2 separate regions of the Mus musculus genome follow, and region 2 is linked to region 1. Evidence: chromatin contacts called from public HiChIP or PLAC-seq data. All regions are on one chromosome and are shown on one strand. The core of a region is the stretch at or near the end of the contact, and the rest is flanking DNA. Distances in the headings are between cores, read along the strand shown.

The links. HiChIP or PLAC-seq counts read pairs in DNA pulled down with a chosen protein or histone mark.
Region 2: an H3K27ac HiChIP or PLAC-seq map of embryonic stem cells shows a contact between it and region 1, with 3 times the contacts expected there. The contact joins the promoter of Cfh here to the promoter of F13b in region 1. A contact is called at or near these places in 5 of 39 promoter capture datasets (the 3T3-L1 cell line, cranial neural crest, embryonic stem cells and 2 more), 1 of 15 datasets of contacts at CTCF or cohesin (large pre-B cells) and 4 of 115 datasets of contacts at active chromatin or transcription factors (all in embryonic stem cells).

What each region holds. Positions count from the first base shown.
Region 1 is chr1:139,499,099-139,503,858 of GRCm38.p6, forward strand. F13b (coagulation factor XIII, beta subunit) reads left to right here and starts at 2,609. Exons shown (of 12, transcript NM_031164.2): 1 at 2,609-2,714; 2 at 4,663-4,760. The coding sequence starts at 2,648.
Region 2 is chr1:140,180,889-140,185,648 of GRCm38.p6, forward strand. Cfh (complement component factor h) reads right to left here and starts at 2,523. Exons shown (of 22, transcript NM_009888.3): 1 at 2,277-2,523. The coding sequence starts at 2,388.

The sequences.
Region 1 (4,760 bases), core at 1,359-3,858:
TTTGTTCTAGTTGAATTTGTCCTGAGTTGGATGAAAATAGATCTTCATATAACTTTTGTGTGCCCTTTATCAATACCTCATTTCCCCATTCCCTCCATTATTGAAGCTTTCTGCCCCCAATACTGTCTCTCTTAACTTTCATTTTACCTGTATTTTACCATCCCCCTTGCCTCAAGGACTCACATGCCCACATTGGCCCTTTTCTAGGTTCCTGGCCTTGACATACAAAAGATTCTAAGCTAGGATTTCTATTCGAGGAACAGGTGGTGCTTAAGCACCAAGAACTTCAGTATAATCATTTTTAGTTCTACCCATCACAATGGCAATTTATGCCTTTCAATAATTTTAAATGAAAATGGACAAAAATCCTAGATTTTAAAAACAATAGAGTAGGGGCTGGAGAAGATGAGTCAACAGATAAGAGCATTTGCTACCTTCGATGAGGACCTGGCTTTGTTTTACAATACCCATTCTTAGCCATCTGTAAGTACAGTTCCAGGGACCCTCTTCTGGACTTTGTGTATATAATGTGTATAATGGAAGAGGTAAGTATTGTCTTAGTTAGGGTTTCCATTGTTGTAAAAAGTCACCGTGACCAAGACAGCTCTTATAAGGACAACCTTTAACTAATGCTGGCTACAGTTTCAAAGGTTCAGTCCATTGTCATCAAGGCAGTAGCAGGGTAGCATCCAGGCAGGTATGGTGCAGGAGGAGCTGAGAGTTTGACAACTTCATCTGAAGGGTTCTATACAATTGGTTTCAATGTTGTTAGGAGGAGGGTCTCATTGCCACCCTCCATATTGACACACTTCCTCCAACAAGGCCACACCTCCTAATAGTGCCACTCCCTGGGACAAGCTTATTCAAACCACTACAAATGTATTTAAAAAAAAAAAGACAACTATCCTGCCTATTGTCTAACATTGTTTTAAAGATAGGAACAGGCTGATAAAGAGGGAAGCAAAAACATTCCATTCAAATGTTTCTCAGTGGAGAGGAAGTGTGAGTGAAGGAGAGAAACAAAATTTAAATCAAAATAGCAGTGCCTTTGGGCTTTCAGAACTGTGAACTTAAGAAACACATTTTCTTTGAGTGCTGAGAATCAGTCATAGCGAAGACACAAAGAACTAAAATACCTGTCAAGACTGAATCAGAAAAAAACAAAACAAAACAAAAATTAGACAAATTAGAACAGACTTAAACTGAACAAGAAATTAAGAACAGAAAATCTAAAGACCTTTTCTAGATGGCGGTTTCTCCCAAATATTTTGAGATCAACTAGAACCACCTTGCTTTCATTGTGTCCAGAAAGAAGCAAAGAAGTTTCCAGACTCCTTCAGTAAAGCCAGCATCACAGGATACCAAAGCCGGACAAGGCTATTCCTGATGAACAGACACCAGCACAAACAGGAAATTAGTAAACGCAGGAGAGCACTGAATGGAGTGTATACCACCAACTAGGACTTGCTCTTGAGATACAAAGATATGTTAAATAAGGAACCTAATCAATATACCACAGCAAAGACCAGAAGGTTGGGGCAGCAGTTTAATACTGGGCACTGCTATGCTTTGAATATATATTCCGAATAATCACATGTAGGACCCAAAGTTCTGTAACACAATAGTTTTCAGAGGTGAAGCCTAGGTGAAAAGAGTTGAGAGCTTTTGGTGCAGCTTCTAAGAACTTGACATTTGTCACTGGGCTGGGACAAGAAGTAGGCTCAGATAAGAATATTAGAAACACGGACCGTGGGGCTTTACTTAATTATTATCTTGTGTGATCTCTTTGCTTACTACTTTGCTTGACTGCTTTCTTGTGTGATCTCCTTGTTTACTACTTTGCTTGATTACTTTGTCTTTGATCTAAGAACCGACCATGTTTTTTGAATGTTGCTAGAAAGGTATAAAAGCAGGCTGGAGAAAAATAAACCTGCCTCAGCCTCAGTACAGGTTGGAGTCGCGCTATAATTTTGTCTAGCTGTTTTTCTTTTTCAATCCTCTCTCCCTCACTTGAGACCTTGAAGACTGACTGAGTTGGCTAGGTCAGGAAAGTGTTTAGGCTGTGGAGACAGGGTCTTTATAACTTGTCCATAGTGGTCATTCAAAACTTTCTCATAAGTGAGTAATACTGTAATACCCAAATACAGCACATATTGTGCCTTACTGCTTTTATAATTTGCTGTCATACTTTAAGAGAAGATCATTTATAATTTGGGAGACTACAGGCCAAACAATGTATTTTCATATCAAGTGTCCACTGCCTCATGCTCTCTAAGTTCATCTTTGCTCAGTTCAAAGCTTGTAAACAGCAGCGAGCAGGTAGACTTTGCCCTAGGAATAAATAGTTGTGACTCTGACTTGAAATATACCCTTCCGTATTTGGCCTGTATTCATTATTTATGCTGCTGTCATTTTTTTGCCTATGTTGCCTCATATGTTCTTATTAAACTCAGAAAATTATTGTCAGCTAATACTGGCACAATATTTTCAATTATTTGAGACTAGTTTAAGTAAAATGTTACCTCGTTCCAAAGGTACTTAGACAGACATTGTAATTATTAACTTGTTTTGTCAAGAGAAGTATTGAGTATTTAGTAATGAGATCCTGGGTGCTTTAGAGCTGTAAAAATCTTCATGAGACACACTGATGATGACGCTGAGACACTTGCCATTTATTCTTTTATTAATCCTCTCAGGAGAACTCTATGCAGAAGGTAAAATTCTTTTATTACTCTTTATTCTCTAAAATACATATAGAGAAGAGAGAGTCTAAGTGTCATCTAAGTATCATAGTTCTTGAATTTTGACCTAATATTTCACTTTCACATGCCAGTTTTGTAATGCATGCTTTACATAAAAGTAACTTGTTTAAACATCTTGATAATGTTTCTTTGGAATCCTTTATTTCTCTAGATTTGGGAGCACGGGGAGCCAGGGTCTAACTACTTTAAAGTGTTTTCTGGTTTATTAGTTATTCGCCAAATTAATGCTGATAATGCTGGTAATCTGGTCAATTTGAAAGTCACATATTTGCCTTAATTATAATTTTAGGCAAGGATCTATGCATAATAGTAACACTTGCATAAGTTTAGTTCTCTCCTCTTTTTAAGAGGAGAGAATATAATGTGGGAAATTTGAAAAAGAACAAAATCACTAGCAAGGTTTCTCCTCATGATTCTATTTTCTTTGGAGTTATTACATAGGGATTATTTTGATGCCAATATTGTTGATTATAGAAACAGGGATATTGGGAGACAGTGAGAGATATGAGTCTGTCAAAATAATGCTATAAATCAAATTGTCCAGAGATATCAACACTACAGATTTGATGTATCAGCCAGGACAGTGAGCCCATTGGTTGGTGTTGTCTCTTCTTTCCAGAGCAGTGGCCCTTGTGGCCATCACTGTCCTCCATAGCAGCTACTTTGGGTCTTACCATGGTAAACGTGTGATTATGCATGGGAAATACTAGAATGTTTGGGAACTTGACTGTGTGTGTTTCACTAGATGCTGACAATGGTGTGGTGACTATAATTTTGTCTTGTTTTTCTCAGCTCTGGCTGACATTATCATTATTTTCTTTCTAAGGCAGCAGAACATGGAGGTAACCATTCTGACTTCATTACCATGGGACACTTTGCCTCCTCAAACAAGTCACATGGCTTATATGCAACTAGGTTCTTTCATTCATTATTACCCTTTTGAAAATGATTTGAAATTATAGGCGTCTATCAAGCCCACTCTATTGGAAGATTGTCTAAACTAGTGGTTCACAACCTGTGAGCTATGACCCCTTTGGAGTCATGTATCGGATGTCCTGTATATCAAATATTTACATTATGATTCACGACAGTAGCAAAACTATACTTAGGAAGTAACAAAATAATTTTATGGTAAAGGGATCATAACAACATTAACTGTATGTATGAAAGGGTCACAGTATTAGGAAGGTTGTGAACCACTAGTCTAAACTAGTGGAGGTGTGTAAGCTATATGCAAAATTTTAATCGCTGAATGTAAAAGATTTGATCATCCATGGGTTTTGGCATCTATGGGGAGCCTTGGAGTCAACTCCCTGCCAATACAGAGTATCAACTGCATGGTTACTGAGCACTGAAACAGTTGATCCAAGCAGAGCTGATCTGTGAATGGAAGGCCTGCTGGATTTAAAAAGTGTGAACAAAGAATATAGAACACTTTAACATATTAGATTAAATAAACCCTATTATTAAAGCAAAGTAAGCATTCATTTTTATTTTTACTCTTACCAGTGTAACTTTCAGAAGTGTTAAAATTGCATGTGGGATGACATGGTGTATCTATGAGAGTGTTCTACAAAGCAAGGACAAGCTTCCAAGAAGTCACCGGTCAGTTACTCTGAGTAACACAGCTGTTCCGAATTGCCAGTTTATATAAAGAGCAGTGGGCATTATATTAGATATTTAGACTGAGACAGTATCACTTCTAAACTTAGGTTATGAAAGTAAGTGCAAACTGAAAGATCTGCCGAAACAAAAAACAAAAACAAACAAAACCAAAAACCAAAACCAAAACAAAAAAAGCAACAAAACCCCCTCAACCTTTTAGAAATGTTGTTTCCTCATGAGTTTTATGGGTTTTTGAATGTTTTTCTGTTTTCAGCTTGAGTTTTCCTCATTTCAGAGAAACAGTGTGATTTTCCTACCGTGGAAAATGGAAGGATTGCCCAATATTATTATACGTTTAAAAGCTTTTACTTCCCCATGAGCGTAGACAAAAAA
Region 2 (4,760 bases), core at 1,273-3,772, 680 kb after region 1:
TTTGTTAAGGTTATTACTATTTGTTATTTGCGTGGGTGGAACACACAGTTGGCCAGCCTGCATGAGGAAACTGGAGCTCCGTCTGCAGGAGGCTTTATTCCTCCTTTGGCCAGGTGGGGCCCATGGATTGAGCAAGATCATTACTGTGTTTACGCTACGCCCAATTAACATTGGTTTTAAAAGAATGGTGATCTTTATCAGAGCGAAAAGACTCCTGGAATCTTTTCTTCCCTGTTTAGGAAAGCCTAATAGCATTTCACAAACTTTTTTTTTTTAAATCAGCTTAATAGCATTGTGGGAAACAAAGCAAATATTGAAGTGTATACACACATACATAATTAAACATAACTGTTTTAATTGATCCAAGCTCTTCTGTCTGGTGAAATTTCTGTTAAGTTGATAGACTGATTAAATTATTTACACTTGAGATAGACACAGGCTACAAGCCAAGCAAAGACTAAAGTGAGACTACTGTGCCCACAGAGAATCCATGAAACTTCATACCCCTGCCTCTGTATTATGTGTACTTTATCCATATCGTGAGGTTACCCTACATACTGTTTTAAACACTAAACTCCCAATTCATCTCTAACTGGACAGCTGGAGAAGCAGTAATGTATACCTTGTAACTGCCCAACTCATCAGCGGGAACTGGCACCACATGTGACTACATACAAAAATTCAGATCCAGTAATAAACAAAAAAATTATCTTATATCCATGGCATAAATGAGGGTTTTTAAATCATTAACATTAAAGTATCATGTAAACATCATGACACTTCCCTTTTGATATTGAAATTCTGCTTTGTAATTATGTAAGCATATTAATTCAATTTGCATCAATTAAGATTTAAAAATTAGATAAAAATAAAATACTTCTTTCTTTAATCATATGTATCTAAAGAAATCTCTTAGTAAGCATTATTATTCAAGTAGAGCATCAAAATAAAAGATGAAACATTGACTTTGACAAAATAAAAAGTTGAGTTATGTTTGGTAATATCACCATTGATTTAGAATTACTGGTCAATATTTCATTTTAGCAATACTTATATTTTCATACACAAGGAAATGACTGCCTTAATCTTAAATATAAGATTCAAAAGCTAAAATATAAGGAATAATATTAGAAAATATGATTTAAAAAGTTTACTCTTTCAAAAAGTATTAAATACCCTTAAATATTTTTTTAGAATTTTACAAAAAGATATAACTAAGAATCTGTATCTATTCTTCTTCCCAGATTTGGTAAATATTCAGTCAGAGGTTGTTAGAATTCTTTAGTGAAGAGGCTACAGCAAAGCCTCAAGTTACAAAGCATTAGCTAAGAGAAACATTTAAGGAAATTATTAAAGTTATGTCATTCACTTGAAATAAAAAGTCAGGGATGGCAGTCACTCCCACCTGTAACCTCAGCCCATGGGAGGCTGTCAGGAGGACTACAGTGAGTCCAAGGGTGTAGTGACACCCTATCTTAAACAATCAAAACACAAAGAAGAGTTAATTAATTGTTTTTTCACATAACTAGTTGCCTATCATAAATTAGCAGAGTAAACTCTTTCGATGGATAAACTAAGCAATTTTTGGTAGAATTTAAGTGAATAATAAAGTCGGAATTTCTGTTACTGCCATGAAAGAAGAACTCCAACACTCATATTACCTACCTCAAAATGGCTTTCAGAAGCAAATATGCCTCACATGTACTCTCAGAAAACAAAACCAGGAACAAATCAGATCCTTCCAATACTGTGTACAGATTATCTGTCAAATTTTATAATCATTTTATCTCATGCTTGCAGTTCTTATGAACAAAACTTTTAAAGCCATGGCAGTATCAGTAAAATGATGTATTTATGAAGGGTTAGAAATATGCCTGAAATAAATCCACTCATTAAAATAAAAGTGAATGCTTTCATTAAGTTTGGATGTTTACATATTTCTTACTAGTTTTACATAAAATATTTCAGGGACACTCATGAACAAAACAGGAGCCTGTATCATGATAACTAAAAGTTGAATGACTATGCCCAATTATAGATTGCAAATGGTTGTTTAAAGCACTGTCTCGAGTTTTACATTTCGCCAAATTATCAACTACAATAGTCAAATGAACAGTTTACAGTTTTTAAACTTACCACCCAAATCCACTAAGTAACAGACTAGTAATTACATATATTTTCCAGACATAATTTGAATGATTGCTGTGAGAAACATTTTCTGCAAATGTTTTATAATTTGGCTCAGCAAGAAGGAGAAAAGAATGTTTCCAGCTTACCTTCTGCTGCACAAACAGTCCATAATATAAGCCAAATAATTCTTGCTGACAGTCTCATAATTTGGATCTTTCTGGGACCAACTGACTCCAAGAGAAATCTGTGCTGTACCATCCAGTTCCTCTCTGCTATGAACTGTGGTCACAGCAGGGAAAGACTTGCTTCAAAGGGAAGTTGAAAGTCAGTTTAGGAAATCAGGATTGCTCCGCCCATGAGCAACTTCTGCAAAGTAAACTAAAATAGTAGACCACAAGTCCAGCAGCATGGGCGTTTTATCTCTTGTTGTTACTATGCCCTGTCAGTGACCTGCTGGATTGTTCTTGTAAATCACAGCTTGTTTTGCTTGGAAACAAGTTCACATTTCTGGAAATGTGAGCAAGGGCTGGATTTCATAATCCTTTAAATTGTGTTCTACTGTGGACAAACCACAGAACAGAAAGCATGAAGGCACATTTAAAAATCATTGAGAGAACTTCAGTTAGGCAGTGTTTTCAGGACCAACACCCATGCATACATAATACAGAAATGTTGAAAAGATTGTCATGCTAATGGATGTTGATTATGGGATTGGTTTTCTAAAATTAATGAATTGAATCTCCCAAGAAATTCTTTTTATATGTGTGAAGCAACTGGTCTGTGAGGACCTTGGTCTAGCAAACTTTATATGCCCCAGTACAGGGGAAAGCCAGGGCCAAGAAGTGGGAGTGAGTGGGTAGGGAAGCAGGGCTGGGGTGGGGAGGGAGGGTATAGGGGACTTTTGGGATAGCATTTGAAATGTAAATAAAGAAAATATCCAATAGAAAAAGGAAAAAAATAAGTAAAAAAAACCCATCAACTTGAAATGCTAATTTTCTAACTTGTCATTGAGGTATTTTATAGTAAGAAATATAGAGGTGGAAAAAAAGTGTCAGCAGCATGCTGAATTGATGCAGAACTGAGGCAGATATTCAACTCCCAACCTAATAACCTTGGTACCCTCTGTGCCCTCCAGGTTTCCTTCCACCCACTGTCAGTGTTTCTAAGAACATGGACTGTATTTACCTGTACTTTATGTAATTTACTCCTGTATTTACGTAGAACTGTGTTTGTTGGACATGGCTCCTAACTGTTCATTTGTCATTCTATGTAATATTCAATTATTTGAATATAGCACAATTTTTAGTTGTTCCTGTACATGGTAAGGACAGATTTCAGCTTGAAAATAGTACAAATTGGGCTACGAATGTTAGATAGTGTGGGGTTTGGTAAGCTGTTGTAGCTCAAGCATATAGATGAGTTAACTGAGCATAGAGCACTTAAACACTTTCTTAAAGCCATAAACTGTCAGGAGTGCGATACTCAAGCTGATGGTCTAATATCCAAAGTCTATACAGAACGGCGTTTTCGGATGGCTTGTTTTCTATTTCATTAAATGTGTAGGAATTCAACTGCCAGTAACTCATTGTAGTAGTTGCGTGTCTTGTGGATGTGACAAGATGCCAGAGAAAGCTGCTAAGGGAAGGATAGGTGTATTTCTTTCTTTTTTTTTTTTTTTTGGAAAGGTGTATTTCTGCTCACAGTTCCCAAACAGAGAGCCTGCCAATCAGGGAAGAACAGCCTAGGAGCATCCGGTCACGTGGTGACAGCAGTCCTGTTACAGAGAGCAGTGATGAATGTTGCTGAGCTCATTTTGGTTTTCTTCAGTCATGGACCCCTCCCCATGAAAGACACTGATATCAGAACAATTTACAAACCCTCAAATTCAGAGTGTTTAATATTAATCATGTCACAAGAGCTTAGTGTCCTGACATGCTGTTCATTTTGTCAAAGAAATTTGACAGAAGTTTTCAAAAGTTTGCCAATAATAAAAACTTACAGACATTATAAATCATGGTGAACTTGTGATGACATTTTTGTTATTTTGCTAACAATACACAAATTCTAAGCCACTCTGATAGAATTTTTTTCCTTTTTTATCTTCAGTGAAGCCATTATAAAATAGAGGCTTATAATAAAATAATCAAAAATGTAGATAGCCAAGAATGTGAAAGTTAAAAGTAGCACATGTCTTATTATATAATTAATATGCATATTGTGTTACTTTTTAACTCTTTCTTATTCATCATTGTTTGTGGTTCAAAATCTATTTTATTATTATCCAAGTTCCTTTGAAAAGATAATTATACAACTTATCTCATGAAAAATATGCTGAGGGTAATCCCTGTTGGCTGTGGCCTGAGAAATTACATATTTACTTAGACACTTAAAAAGGGACTACATACCCTTTATTGGGCCAAACTGGTGTCTAGAGACAGATGAAAAGTCCAGAGGCACTCAGCTCTGAAATTCACACAGTGGTAGGCAAGAGACTGCAATGCTGACGGCACTTAGTAACATGACTGTTTGTATGCACAATTGCTCTTTTTTATTTTTACTTACCAATTTTAAACTTATACTTTAAGGTAATTCATCTTTATTTTATTTTATTTTATTTTTATTTTGGGGGG